Linked DNA regions of Sus scrofa: regions 2 and 3 are each linked to region 1. A link is a contact called in public HiChIP or PLAC-seq data. All regions are on one chromosome and are shown on one strand. Each heading gives the region's core, a stretch centred on a gene start, on an enhancer-like site or on the middle of the called end of the contact. The rest is flanking DNA. Distances are from core to core; before and after follow the strand shown. Region 1 overlaps ZNF609 (zinc finger protein 609). Region 2 overlaps ZNF609 (zinc finger protein 609). Region 3 overlaps ZNF609 (zinc finger protein 609).

Region 1 (4,398 bases), core at 1,623-4,122:
TTGTTTATTTATTTGGCTGCATTTGTGGCATGTGGAAGTTCCCAGGCCAGGGATCGAACCCCTGCCACCACAGTGACCCATGCACAGCAGTAACACCACCAGATCCTTGATCCTTAACCTGCTGAGCCACCAGGAAACTCCCAGTTTATCCTTTTTCCCACTATGGACAGAACGTGGTTTACTTTAACACAGCCTTAGAATTTATATTTAGCAATGAGAATTTTGCACTGATTGGTGTTCCGTCCCAAATGGGGAGATTGTTTCATTACAGCTTTAAAATATCAAATTTGTACACTCAATTAACTTCTCTGGATTCAGCCTTGTTGCCTTCTAAAATTTGATCTAGTGTTAAAAGCCTAAGATTTCCCAAAATTGAAAGTTTGTTTTGGACAGTGTTTATCTCTTTCTTGGTTTCATTCCTGTTAGGATTACAGTATTAGAACAGATTGAGGAGACACCTGTATGAACAAGTTCAGTTCTCTTATTCTGCGGGTGGTTCTCTGGAGTAATGGAAAAGGTGCTGGGTTGGGAGGTGAGAGATTTAGATTCAGATCCCAGGTCCATAATGAACTGCCTATAAGTAACGAGGCAGGTTGACAAACTTTCTTTCTCTGAACCTCATTTTATTCATTTGTAAAATGAAATATTAATCTAGATAACCTCTAGAATTCTGTGAATCACTGAATCCTGGGATTTTGACTTCCAGTTCCACACTACCTTACTGCTTGCCCTCTAGAGACTTTTAAAGCATAGGATCCACAAGAACAGTCATGTCTTTTTCTTCTTTTTTTAAGTCTTTGCCATTGTTAGGAATGAGAAATCATTCTGCACAGTATGAGTGCTGAGGTTGATACATAAATTCCTTCTATAGACTGTTAATCCCAAAAGGGGAATAAGGAACTTTGAGGCATAGATCCTCAGTGAAGCAGAAAGTCAGACAGAATGCTTAGAGATTCCAGTGGAATAGTTCATAATGGTGCCACTAATGATGGTGATAATGAGAATGACAGCCAGCATTTCCTTGCTGTGTACTAAATACTGTGCCAGGCACTTTAAATACATTAATTGAATGGATTAAGTGAGCTAATAAATGTAGAACACATAGATTAATACCTAGTACATGGTAAGAGCTATATAAGTGATCATTGCTATTATCATTTTTATTGTTATGTTATTGTGTTGCTGCTGGTGGTGGTGGTTGTAATTAATCTTCGCAGCAGCTCTATAAGGTAGGTACCATTGTTATCCATTTTGCAGATGGGGGAGCTAAATACCAGAAGTTAAACCAGGAAATAGAATTCAAACTCTAGTCTATGTAGTTGAGTCTTCATTTGGCTAGGAATGCCTGGGATATTAGGAAGTTATTTTAAGTAGAGCAGCCAGGGAAGGCCTCTTTGAGGAGGTGCCATTTAGACTGAAATTGAAAGATTAAAAGCTAGCCATTCAAAAATTAGGCTGGGGTGCTCAGGAGGCTTTCTAGGCAGAGAGAAAGGCAAGGGTAAAGTCCTGAAGGGGAGGAGAAATGTGTTGGTGAGGTTCTAAACATAGAAATGTCACCTTCTCAGTGAATACTCTGAAATTACATGACTGCACAAACTTTCTATCCCCTCTTGTGTTTTATTTTTCTCCCTAATATGTCTCATGTACTATGTAATTTGTTTTGATTTTGTCTCTTTCCTCCACAGTGGGTTATGAGGTCCATGCAGGCAGAGGTTTTTGTCTGATTTGTTTGTTGCTATACCGAGGGCTTCTCTTAGGCCATGGGGCTTCTCTCAGCAAATTAGAAAAAAAAAAGTCTCCTAAGAGGCTGCAACCCCACACCAGGACAGGCAGCTTAGGATGAACTTCAGCCTCATCCTGCCTCCTCACCCTGGAGCCCTTGTATACTATATAATTGAACAACCATTATATGGCAATCCTCTATGCATCTGTAGTGCCTACATCAATGTCAGCTTGTAGAAGGTGCTGAATAAATATTGGTAGAATGACAAAATAGAGTGAAGGGAGTGAGTCATTTATGAGATGAGCAAGTAGGCAGAAACCAGATCTGCTAGGGAGTTGTAAGGTGTTTGATTTTTTTCTCTTTCTTTCTTAATAGCAGTCAGCTGGGAACTACTTTTCATTGAATCATAATCTTCTGTATTTTTAGTAAGCAGTACAAGTAATTCTGTAGTAGAGAAGGCGTAGGCCAAGTTAGTTAAAGTCCAACTTTCGATACTTTTGGAACTTGGCCTTAGGAATCTGTCTCCTGCCTACTTGACTTGTCTATTTGGCATTGCATTTTGCCAGCATATATTGGTTTATCATGTTCTATCAACATCTATGTGAAGGACTTTGGGATAGGCTATATATAATGATCATTTTCCTTGCAATCTCGAATCCAGACACAATGGGCTAGAATTTGTCAATCAGGGTTATTGCAGAAAACCCAGGACGTCTTGTCCTTATGATTGAATAGTGCAGGGAAATGAGGGCATCTGAACATTATTCTATTTAGGAACTTCCTGTATGAATTAGTCAAGACCATCTAATTTTTCTCACCCTCACTGCCTCCCCCATCCTACCAACCTTCACTGATGTAATTTAGGGTTTCCTATTCACTGAGCAGATGATAGCAGGAATCTTAGTATTAAATGACTGAGCTTTTGTTTCTCTTTCATCCTGATTTTTTTTTTTTTTTCTTTTGGCACCCAAGGCCACATTTGAGAATTCACTTTCTGAGAGGTTTTTGTTGGCAGTTTTTATCTTACTGCCTTTCTCTTCTGTGATAGGATAAAGATACAGCTTGAAAAACAAGGCAACTGTAGGGGTTTATTGATGGAGTTTCTGCCTCACCATGCCCAAGGCCTCGTATGTGCATGCTTCTGATGAATCACTGCTGTTAGTATTTAGTATTTGCTGATCCTCATATCCCAGTATTGTGCAAAGCATAGAATCTGCCCAAGGGACTTAATAGCTGAATAACCCACTTGATCTGTTGGCTTTCTCCCTCCTCATCTTTTTTGGTGGCTACAGGGAGGAATATGGGAGACCTGAAACTGTAAGCAAAGGAAATGTAGACTATGTAGCTTTATTGCTGCCTGGGAAGTGGCCTGGGAGTTCAGATGCAAGGATTTGATGCTCTGTGCGGCTGCCATAAATAACCTGCTCTTATTGGGGTGAGGATGAAGTATTTCCACATGGTTGCTCAAATCTCTTTTCTTTTTGCCCTGATGCTTCCTCCCTCTTTCTCTCTCTCATTAATTGCTTAACAGTTGCTGATGCAATTAAAATGAGATATGTCTGCAGCCTTTGTGGTTTGCTGTCAGAGCCCTGTCTCTAAGGTCTTCATCTTGCTTCTAGGGATGGGTGAACATCTGATTTTGAAGCAAGAGGGAGAGACCTGTGGCTGCAGTTAAAAGCATTTTTCTAAAAGCAGCAGCTTGCAGAGCTAGATTTCTCCTGACACTCTAATCATTTTACCAAGCCAAGCTTTAGTCCCTTGTGCTGTTCATTAATGGAGCTTATATTTGGCAGTACAATATATAGAAATGAATTCTGCTGAATTGCTTTTGTTGGAGATATAGAAACTGCTTTTCATTTTTAATAGGCAAGAGCAAGATGGAAACTGCAGTCTCAAAGTACAGAGGAGTCAAAACCTAATCCCCAGGTTTCTGTGAAAAACAAGAACCTAGAAATGCCAAAAGGGCTGGATTGCAACATTTAATCTGTTTTGAGTCACTGATGGAATATACTCCACCTGCTATTACGTGTGTCTCCCTACTGGCCAGCATTTTCAGCCTGCTTCTGACTTCTGTTCCTTTTTGCTTGTCTTGGAAATTGCCAGAAGATCCTCAGAGGATCTAACCATTGTGTTTCTACTCAGCTTCTGCTAAAGGAGGGCTCTTTAGTAGTGCTGCTTGGTAATCATGTGGCAGGTGGGTTGCTGTGAGACATGAAGTCTCCATCTACTTACCTGCATCCCAGACCACTGTATGCATTTGCCACATTCACAGAGGGATCACACTGCCTACCACAGTGATACTCAAACTTTAGCATGCATGAGAGTCACCTGGAGAGCATGTTAAAACACAAACTTCTACACTGAATCCAACAGAGATATACTGAATGAGTAAATATGGGGTGAGGCAATTTGGCATTTTTAAGACGTCTCCAGGAAATGCTGATGCTCCCAATCTGGAGACCACACTTGGAGGACTGGCCTAGGCATAATGCTTTACACATAGCTAAGACTCAATTTTTTTTTTCCCCTTTGGTCTTTTTCTAGGGCCGTACCCCAGGCATAGGGAGGTTCCCAGGCTAGGGGTCTAATCAGAGCTGTAGCCGCCTGCCTACGCCAGAGCCACAGCAATGCAGGATCCGAGCCATGTCTGCGACCTACACCACAGCTCATGGCAA
Region 2 (4,844 bases), core at 2,206-4,705, 67 kb before region 1:
TTGTTACAAAAAATTTTTGTTCTTGTGGTGAGAATTTTTAAGTTTTACTTTTCGTAGCTACTTTCAAATATGCAATACAGTATTATAAAGTATAGTCATCATGCTATACATTATGTACCCATGACTTACTCATTTTATAACTGGAAATTTGTATCTTTTGACCTCCTTCACCCATTTCACACAATTCCCACTCCCTACCTCAGGCAGCCACCAATCTGTTCTCTATGTCCATGAGCTCAGGTTTTTGTTTTTAGATTCCACATATGAATAAGGTCATACAATATTTATCTTTATCTTGTCTGACTTATTTCACTTAGTATAATGCCCTTGAGGTCCATTCATGAAGTTGCAAATGACGAGATTTTATTCTTTTTATGGCTGAATAAAATTTCATTGTATATAATGTGTGTGTGTGTGTGTGTGTGTGTGTGTGTATATATATATATATATATGTATATATATATATATATATAAAACCACATTTTTTCTTTATCCATTTATCCATTGATGGATATTCAGCTTCTTTCCATACCTTGGCTATTGTAAATAATGTTGCCATGTGAATATATGTCTTTTCAAATGAGTATTTTTGTTTTCTTCAGATAAATACCCAGAAATGAAATTGCTAGATCATATGGTAGTTTTTAGTTTTTTGAGGAACCTCCAATCTGTACCAATTTATATTCCCACCAGTGGTGCACAAAAGTCCTCCCCCCCTTTTTTTTTTTTTTTTTTTTTGTCTTTTTGCCTTTTCTAGGGCCGCTTCCGAGGCATATGGAGATTCCCAGGCTAGGGGTCTAATCGGAGCTATAGCCACCGGCCTACGCCAGAGCATACAGCAGCGAGGGATCCGAGCCGCATCTGCAACCTACACCACAGCTCACGGCGATGCCGGATCGTTAACCCACTGAGCAAGGGCAGGGATCGAACCCGCAACCTCATGGTTCCTAGTCGGATTCGTTAACCACTGCGCCCTGACGGGAACTCCAAAAGTTCCCTTTTCTCCACACCCTTGCGCATTTGTTATTGCTTATCCTTTTTTTTTTTTAATGGCTGCACCCATGGCATATGGAAATTCCCCAGGCCTGGGATTGAATCCTGAGCCACAACTGCTACCTTCGATGCAGCTGTGGCAATGCTGGATCCTTTAACTCACTGCACCAGGCCTGTGATCAAACCCGAGCCTCTGCAGAGACCCAAGCCACTGGCAGTTGAATTCTTAACCCACTCTGCCAGAGTGGGAGCTCCAATTTCTTGTCTTTTTATTTTATTTTATTTATTTAAAAATTTTTTTTGCTTTTCAGGACTGTACCTGGGCATATGGAAGTTCCCAAGCTAGGGGTCAAATTGGAACTACAACTGCTGGCCTACCCCACAGCCATAGCCACACAGGATCCAAGCCTGTCTTCGACCTATACCACAGCTCACGGGAACCCTAGATCCTTAACCCACTAAGCAAGGCCAGGGATCAAACCCACAACCTCATGGTTCCTAATTGAATTCGTTTCCGCTGCACCACGACAGGAACTCTTGTCTTTTTAATAATAGCCATTTTAACATCTGCGATGTGATATCTTATTGTGGATTTGTTTTGCATTTCCCTGATGATTAATGATATTGAACATCTTTTCATGTACCTGTTGGCCATCTATATGTCTTCTCTTGGCCTCTGTTTTTGTTTAGTAATAGGTTCTCTTCTTTTCTTTCAGCACTTCAATTTTTTATTTATTTTCCTTGTTTTTTGTTTGCTTTTTTTTAAGGGCCGCACTTGTGGCGTATGGAGGTTCCCAGGGTAGGGGTCTAATTGGAGTTACAGCTGCCGGCCAACACCACAGCCACAGCAATGCCAGATCCAAGCCATGTCTGTGACCTACACCACAGCTCATGGCAACACCAGATCCCCAACCCACTGGGCGAGGCCAGGGATCAAACCTGAAACCTCATGGTTCCTAGTCAGATTGTTTCCGCTGCTCCACTGGGAACTCCTGTTTGTTTGTTTTTTGTGGGTTCTTTTTGGCTGTGGCATGCAGTGGCTTGATGTGGGATCTCAGTTCCTGGGCTAGGGATTGAACCTAGGCTGCAGCAGTGAAAGCTCTGAATCCTAACCACTAGACCACCAGAGAACTCCCGGTAATAGGTTCTCTTTATTGTAAAAAAGCCCACTCAGCTCAGAGTTGCTATTTCCTAGTTGATATGTTTCTTTAGAAGTACTTAACTGCACTGACTCAAACCTTAGTGAAAGGTACAGAGTACTGTAGGGAAGAGGTATATGTATTCATCATATACCAACCTAAGTAGCATGAGGTTAGAAAAATTAACATTCAGGATGAAGAATCTCTTGTGCTGAAGCTTCTCAACTGGAGGCATATGTCACAATCCCTTCTGGAACTTTTGCAAAGTAAAAGCATCCTACCAAAGTGAAATATTTTGGGCTGGGAACCCCAAACATATACTTATTTTTTAAAACTTCAACAAGTTCTTTTAATGTACCTCTTAGTTAAAAACCACTGTCGTTGGAGTTCCCGTCGTGGTGCAGTGATTAACGAATCCGACTAGGAACATGAGGTTGCGGGTTCGATCCCTGCCCTTGCTCAGTGGGTTAACGATCCGGTGTTGCCGTGAGCTGTGGTGTAGGTTGCAGACGTGGCTCAGATCCCGCGTTGCTGTGGCTCTGGCGTAGGCTGGCAGCTACAGCTCCGATTAGACCCCTAGCCTGGGAACCTCCATATGCTGCGGGAACAGCCCAGAAATGACAAAAAACAAAACAAAACAAAACAAAAACCCACTGCCGTTGTGGAAAGGACTTTGGTTTTACTATACATCCTTTGGAAATCCTTGTTACTCATTTAGCCAGGGAAGCTTTAAAAGCTGTCCTTGTTTTTTGCCGTTTCCAGATAGAGCAATGCACTGCACTTTAGAGATCGTAGGATCCTCAGGTGTCTTATAGCATGCTCAAGAGTCTCCTCCAACTCTCCTTTTTCATTGCTCAGTCATTGCATTGTGTTAGGGATCAGTCATTTAGGAATATAGCTATAATGAATCTGACTTCTCATTATCTGCTTAATTAGGAGAACTAATTAATAAAATTTTGATAGTTATAGCTGTTAAAGTAGAACATCCATATCAGTGTTACTGATTCATTTTAAAATTGTTGTCCCAGATTTTTTAAGGCAAATGTGAGCAGAATTCCTATAACATGATATATTTTGCCAAATATAGGCAACTGGTGATATTTTTTATACTTAAATTGGAAGAGAGGAATTGTGGCTCAGCGGTAATGAACCCAACTAATATCCATGAGGATTCGGGTTTGATCCCTGGCCTTGATCAAAGGGTTAAGGATCCGGTGTTGCTGCGAGCTGTGATGTAGGTCACAGACGTGGCTTGGGTCTGGTGTTGGGTGTGGCCTAGGCCAGCAGCTGCAGCTCCAATTCGACCTCTAGCCTGGAAACTTCCATGTGCCATGGGTGTGGCCCTTAAAAAAAAAGAAAAAAAAAATTGGAAGGGAACAGAAGACAGGCTTAGATAATCTAAATTTATCCCTAATCCAAAAGCAGCTTCTTTTCTCTTTGATTTGTGAGTGTATTTCTGTGCTTATGTTAGACAATTGGTGTTAATTTTACAGAAATCCATGACACCCCAAAACAAAATAATGCAGTTATCTGATAAAGATCTTACTTCTGAGCCTGCTTCTGGATACATTCAAATTAAACATGCTGTTTTAAGAAAAGAGCACATCACTTCACAGAAATAGTAGAGGTTCCCTAAGTTATTTACTTTTTTTTTCAAAACATGTACTATTTCTTTGAAATCAGGAAGAGAATTAAATGTTTTTGAGTATAAAGTATCTCTCTGCTGAGATTTTAAGTCTCTTAGCCAAGGAAGAGTAATTATAATTAGAATGCTAATTGTTATCAGAGATGAACGCATACTTGAATATACTGCAAACTTATAGTTAAAATCATTATGGAGTGGTGTGTTTGGAACAGAACTATAATTATATAACCTTAAATTTCTATATAATAAAGTTTACGACATGTTTTTTAGTCATGATACATGTATTAGGTATTTAGTACTGATATATGTAGTATGCTCTCAAAATTTATATTAATCTGTACTTTAGATGGATCTTTGTAATTTTTGGAATATGCATATACTACTGCACAGGAGGAGAAAAAATTGGCAAATGTGGGGAAGAAGTCATCATATAAAGTGACTACACATTTATATACACCCTGTTAGACTAGAACTTAATTCTATTAGTATACAGATTTCTAAACATCTGGTCGAGTGTCTGTTTTTGATAAAATATGCCATAAGGCATTTTTCACTTTGCTTATACATATGTGCTTAGATTGAGAATGTGATTGCTTATTATAATTTCAGAAACAGGTTGAGAAATTCTTTTATTTTTATTTGCCTCTAATGTCTCTCCTGTCGATTTCCGTCCCTTACAAGGATCAGGTTCTACAGTGAGGGTTTGAAGTACTTGGTCAAAAAGTACCCTTGAGGAGTTCCCGTTGTGGTGCAGTGGTTGACGAATCCGACTAGGAAACACGAGGTTTCGGGTTCGACCCCTGGCCTTGCTCAGTGGGTTAAGGATCTGGCGTTGCCGTGAGCTATGGTGTAGGTCGCAGACTCGGCTCGGATCCCAAGTTGCTGTGCCTGTGGCGTAGGCCAGCGGCTGCAGCTCTGATTGGACCCCTAGCCTGGGAACCTCCATATGCTGTGGGAGTGGCCCTAGAAAAGGCAAAAAGACAAAAAAAAAAAAGTACTCTTGAAAATTACTTGAGGTGATGCCATGCTGGAGATTGCTATACTGGCTTTGTAAATTCTACACAATG
Region 3 (4,365 bases), core at 905-3,404, 130 kb after region 1:
TCACTCAGTGGGTTAAGGATCCAGCGTTGCTGTGAGCTTCGGTGTAGGTCACAGACTCGGCTTGGATCCCAAGTTGCTGTGGCTGTGGCATAGGCCGGCGGCAACAGCTCCGATTCAGCCCCTAGCCTGGGAACCTCCATATGCTGTGGGTGTGGCCCTTTAAAAAAAAAAAAAAAGAGAGAGAAAGAAACTGAAGCTCAAAAAATTGCTAATTTGTTCAGGGATACCCAACTGGCAATTCTCAGATGTAGGATTTGAGCCCCAAAACATCTGCCTCCAAATCCAGCGATCTTTCAAATTCTATGTCTGTATCACTTCTCCAAGATGAATCTGAGATTAGGGCTCTGAGGAAGTTGATTCCCCAGAAACTGAGGGCCACATTTCTAATACCCCTTAGCTGTTTACCTCTAAAGCTCAGTGGAGGAAGGACACACTAAGAGTCTCAGCCTGCAGACACATGGTACAATATAGCTCAGCCTGTGCCTACGAAAGCTGATGCCCCCAACCAGGTTCACTGAAGCAGAGTTTCTTCTGCCTTGTCCATCTCTTTGACTGCTTTATTTCTCCTCCCTAGGTTCCTACCTGCCTTCCAGCTATTCTTTCTCCCCATATGGCAGCAAGGTCTCAGGGGGTGAAGATGCTGACAAAGCACGCTCCAGCCCCAGTGTCAGTTGTAAATCCAGCTCAGAGTCCAAAGCCCTGGACATCTTGCAGCAGCATGCCAGTCATTACAAGAGCAAGTCGCCTACGGTAAGGGAGGTGCAGTGACACTGGCTGTTGTCAAAGACCAATAAGGCCAGATCCAGGGTCTGGGAGAAGGTGGGCAGATTTAGGTCCTGACCACAGTGCGGTTTGGTTGACTTGACATTAGCTCCCCCAGGCACCTCCTTGATTCTTAGGTGTCCTACATTTTTAGAGTCGTGATGTGGGCTCTGGGCATCTTGCTTTCATGCGTGTGTCTCACAGCAGTGCTATTGTGTCTGCTTTCCTTTCCAGATAAGTGATAAAAATTCTCAGGAGAGAGATCGGGGAGGCTGTGGGGTGGTTGGGGGTGGTGGCAGCTGTAGCAGCGTCGGGGGAGCAGGCGGGGGTGAAAGGAGTGTTGACCGGCCCCGCACCTCGCCTTCTCAGCGCCTAATGTCCACACACCACCACCACCACCACCTGGGGTACTCATTGCTCCCAGCACAGTACAACTTACCCTATGCAGCAGGTAAGCCTCATTTCCCCAGCTTCCTTTTTTTTTTTTTTTTTCCTTCTTTTGGCCACACCTATTGCATGTGGAAGTTCCCAGGCCAGAGACTGAACCCACACCACAGCAGCAAGCTAAGCCACTGCATTGACAATGCCAGATACTTATTAACTTGCTGAGCCCCAAGAGAACTCCTCACCTCCTATCTTTTCTCCTGCATCCCAGTAGTATTGCTCACAGCAGGGGGCCCCTGGTAAGAATCTTCCCCCCTGTTTTTCCTTTGAGCTTCTAATCTGTCCAGAATCCTAGCCTCCTGCAGACAATCAATAAAATAATCATGACATTTATTTCCTCCTTTGGAGCTTGGGGATTCTCAATGCCTCCAGAAAATTGGCTTTGATATTCAGAATAAGGAGCAAGTGTTCTCACAGCCAAAACGTAACAAGCAACTGAAAAATAGAGCCTCGTTATCTATTCCCAGCCACTATATCTGACGAAGTATCAGATTTTCTTCTGTCAGCACCCCAGAACTCAGTGGGGCTAGGAATTTAAGGAGAAACTACCCCCCACACACACCCAGTACCCACCCAGCTGGCAAGAAGGGAGGACGCTTAAGGGGAGGGTTCTGGGAGCACTCCACTAACACATCCTCCTTCTCACTCAGGGCTTTCCTCTACAGCCATTGTTGCCAGCCAGCAAGGCTCAACCCCTTCACTCTACCCACCCCCCCGGAGGTGAGAATGGTAAGTAACTTTTTAATTTGGGGCAACATGTAGAGAGCAGAGTTAAGTTGCTACCTGGATCACAGAACCCCTCAGTGAGGGATAGCTCTGTGAGCTCAGTGGTCTGAAAATGGTGGAACCCTGGCCAAGCTTCTTGTGCAGGTCTCCCCTGAGGCGCAGTGCCCCTGAGAGGAGCTGTGGAAGGCTTCTGTCTCCTCCGGAGACCAGGACTGGCCCTGCCCCACAGTTCATTTTCTTGGAGCTCCACCTTGTGGTTGTTTTACTACAGGCTGAGTGCCTAGTTATCTGTCCATGTTTCCCTTGCAGAACACCAAGTGCCCGGATAGTCAGCTTCACGGGCCCGGACTGGCTCACCCAAGGAGGTGCTGGAGGTGCCATATAGACATCAGTTAAATGGTGTTGATCATCTGTTTGCCGTTCCCACCATGACTGAAGGCAGACCCTTGGCTATCTCGCCTCCACGAGACCCCTGGACTCCCTGACCCTCCCTCAGGAGCTGGAGAGCTGGTACTTAGCAAAAATATTTATTCTCTTGGCCACGGTCATGACTGCTGTGGCCTCTGTGGAGATGAAGGCACTGGGAGCAACTAGGGGAACATGGCCTCAGCCCAGAGAAGTCACTACTCTGTTCCCCCAGTCCCTGGTCAGCTGCCAGAGCAGTAACCCCGCATCCGCCCCCCGCCCCTGCCCAGGGAGGGATCCCAAGCACTGGGTAAGGTCTGAAGACAGCACAGCAGCCATACCCCTCACCATCATTACCACCATCGCCAGACCCTGCATCTCCCCAGCAGTTTGGGCCCTGGGAACTGGTAGCACGTGGAGGAATTAGAATCTCAGGAAAGAAACTGGGGGATGTTTTCTCTGCAGTTGTGAAAAAGAGGTCTTCAAACATGAAAACTTCTCCCCACTCATGTGAGCACATGTAAACGCTCAGAGCCCAGCCTGAAAAGGGAGACTAAGGCATCTGGCCCACCGTGGCCTCGGGCTGTTAGGCAGAGGGCTGGGGCCCCAACACCAGCACAGGGCTCCCCAGGGGTATCAGGCGAGAGCTGGAGCTGGAGCACGAAGGGAGTCTGTGAACTAGAAGCTGCATCCCCACAAAGTCCTGCTGCTGCTTAGCCCCATTCCTTGCCCTCTTCTTCTTTCTCTCCTGATCCCTTGGTGCCTTTCCTACGGGATCTCCACGCTGATGTCTCCTCTTCTTTTCCGCTGCTTGGCTCTTTAAGACTCAGGCAGGTAAAATAGTCCCCCCCACACACGGGGGGTGGGGGGCTTTGGATCTGCCTCCCGGTCACCTGAGAGCAAGCCAGGAGGCAGGCCCTGGGAGCACCCAGCCCTCCTTAGAGATGTCCTGCCCAAGCAGTCATCTGCGTGTCCTCCCCACATAGCGCCACAAAGCTGTACTGCCCAGTTTCCTGTACACAACTACATGACTTCATATAGCTCAGTCTATACCCCTGTGTGTGCCAAGAGAAGCTGTGTTTCTTTGTTACACACATTTTTGTTTTAGGGGCCACTGACCGTGGGAGGTGATGTGTTCCTTAGATTCTGGGGTAACACATGCAAGCCATTACTCCTCGGAGCCCCAGAGGGTACTCAGAGGAGCTGTGCTTTGAGGCAGAGACGTTTCTCCGCTCTCCTTAGAAACGCACTCCCAGTCCAGCTTTATGCTCTTTGTACTGGGAAAGTGGCAGTGATTTGTTGCTTTATTGGAGTCACTTCTTCCCCAAAGTATGGGGAGCTTTAGCTCTTAATTTGCTTTTGAGGTACCATCCCCTTTGTCCTCCTTCTCCTCTTCTGTCTTTCCTTGACCTTCTGGATTGAGATGCAGACAGACACCAACCTAGGTTAGAGACGGGTGTTTGTCACCAGAGTGCCAAAAGGGACCGTTTAAGAGCAGGGACTTGGCTCTGACAGTCTGGGGCATGGAGATGGAGGACAGTAAGCACAATGCCCAGGAGAGGCTGCTTTCCAAGCACCCCAGGGCCCTGCTCTAGAGAGGCTTGAGGTCTCTTGCCCAAGGGGAGCCCCTCTGACCTGCAGACCTTTCCTCTAGGTTTCCACGTCCTTGTTTTTGTTCAAGTTGGCTTTTGAGCCCTCCCCACAACCCAGTTTTAGACCTCTTAGCAGGCCCCAGGCAGCCCCTCCCACCCCATCATGCCTTCTGCCTCCTGCTGCCCCAGCAAGCAGTCCCCTGAGCAATGACGTCCCCTTAACCCGTGGAAGCAGTTGGTGTGGACACCCTCACCCCACCTTACCCAAGTCACCCCCCTGGAAGGATGGCTCTGAATTTCAGCCTGACTGTGCCCTCCCAGGCTTCTGTGGGGTGCAGCCAAGGGCTCATCTCTGTTCCTGTTTGCTTTTAAATATCGTTGTGTGTTTTGTATCTGTGGCGCTGGCTTACAGCGTGCTCTGTACATATTGTGAAGA

What was found. HiChIP or PLAC-seq counts read pairs in DNA pulled down with a chosen protein or histone mark.
Region 2: an H3K27ac HiChIP or PLAC-seq map of alveolar macrophages shows a contact between it and region 1. The contact joins two enhancer-like sites. A contact is called at or near these places in 1 of 47 Hi-C or Micro-C datasets (embryonic fibroblasts) and 2 of 2 datasets of contacts at active chromatin or transcription factors (alveolar macrophages and skeletal muscle).
Region 3: a contact with region 1 is called in an H3K27ac HiChIP or PLAC-seq map of alveolar macrophages. The contact joins two enhancer-like sites. A contact is called at or near these places in 2 of 47 Hi-C or Micro-C datasets (embryonic fibroblasts and liver) and 1 of 2 datasets of contacts at active chromatin or transcription factors (alveolar macrophages).

Annotation. Positions count from the first base shown.
Region 1 is chr1:107,470,990-107,475,387 of Sscrofa11.1, reverse strand. All of the region lies in intron 2 of ZNF609 (zinc finger protein 609), which reads left to right. Among named protein-coding and RNA genes, the nearest start is that of ZNF609, 110 kb to the left of the region's middle. Within about 2 kb of position 2,872, at least 17 of the 83 cell types and tissues checked have an H3K27ac peak or open chromatin away from gene starts, as enhancers often do. A contact at or near this core is called in alveolar macrophages, where this site is marked.
Region 2 is chr1:107,537,777-107,542,620 of Sscrofa11.1, reverse strand. All of the region lies in intron 2 of ZNF609 (zinc finger protein 609), which reads left to right. Among named protein-coding and RNA genes, the nearest start is that of ZNF609, 43 kb to the left of the region's middle. Within about 2 kb of position 3,455, at least 3 of the 83 cell types and tissues checked have an H3K27ac peak or open chromatin away from gene starts, as enhancers often do. A contact at or near this core is called in alveolar macrophages, where this site is marked.
Region 3 is chr1:107,342,785-107,347,149 of Sscrofa11.1, reverse strand. It overlaps ZNF609 (zinc finger protein 609), which reads left to right. Exons shown (of 9, transcript XR_002344510.1): 7 at 575-750; 8 at 997-1,935; 9 at 2,242-4,365. Among named protein-coding and RNA genes, the nearest start is that of OAZ2, 20 kb to the right of the region's middle. Within about 2 kb of position 2,154, at least 8 of the 83 cell types and tissues checked have an H3K27ac peak or open chromatin away from gene starts, as enhancers often do. A contact at or near this core is called in alveolar macrophages, where this site is marked.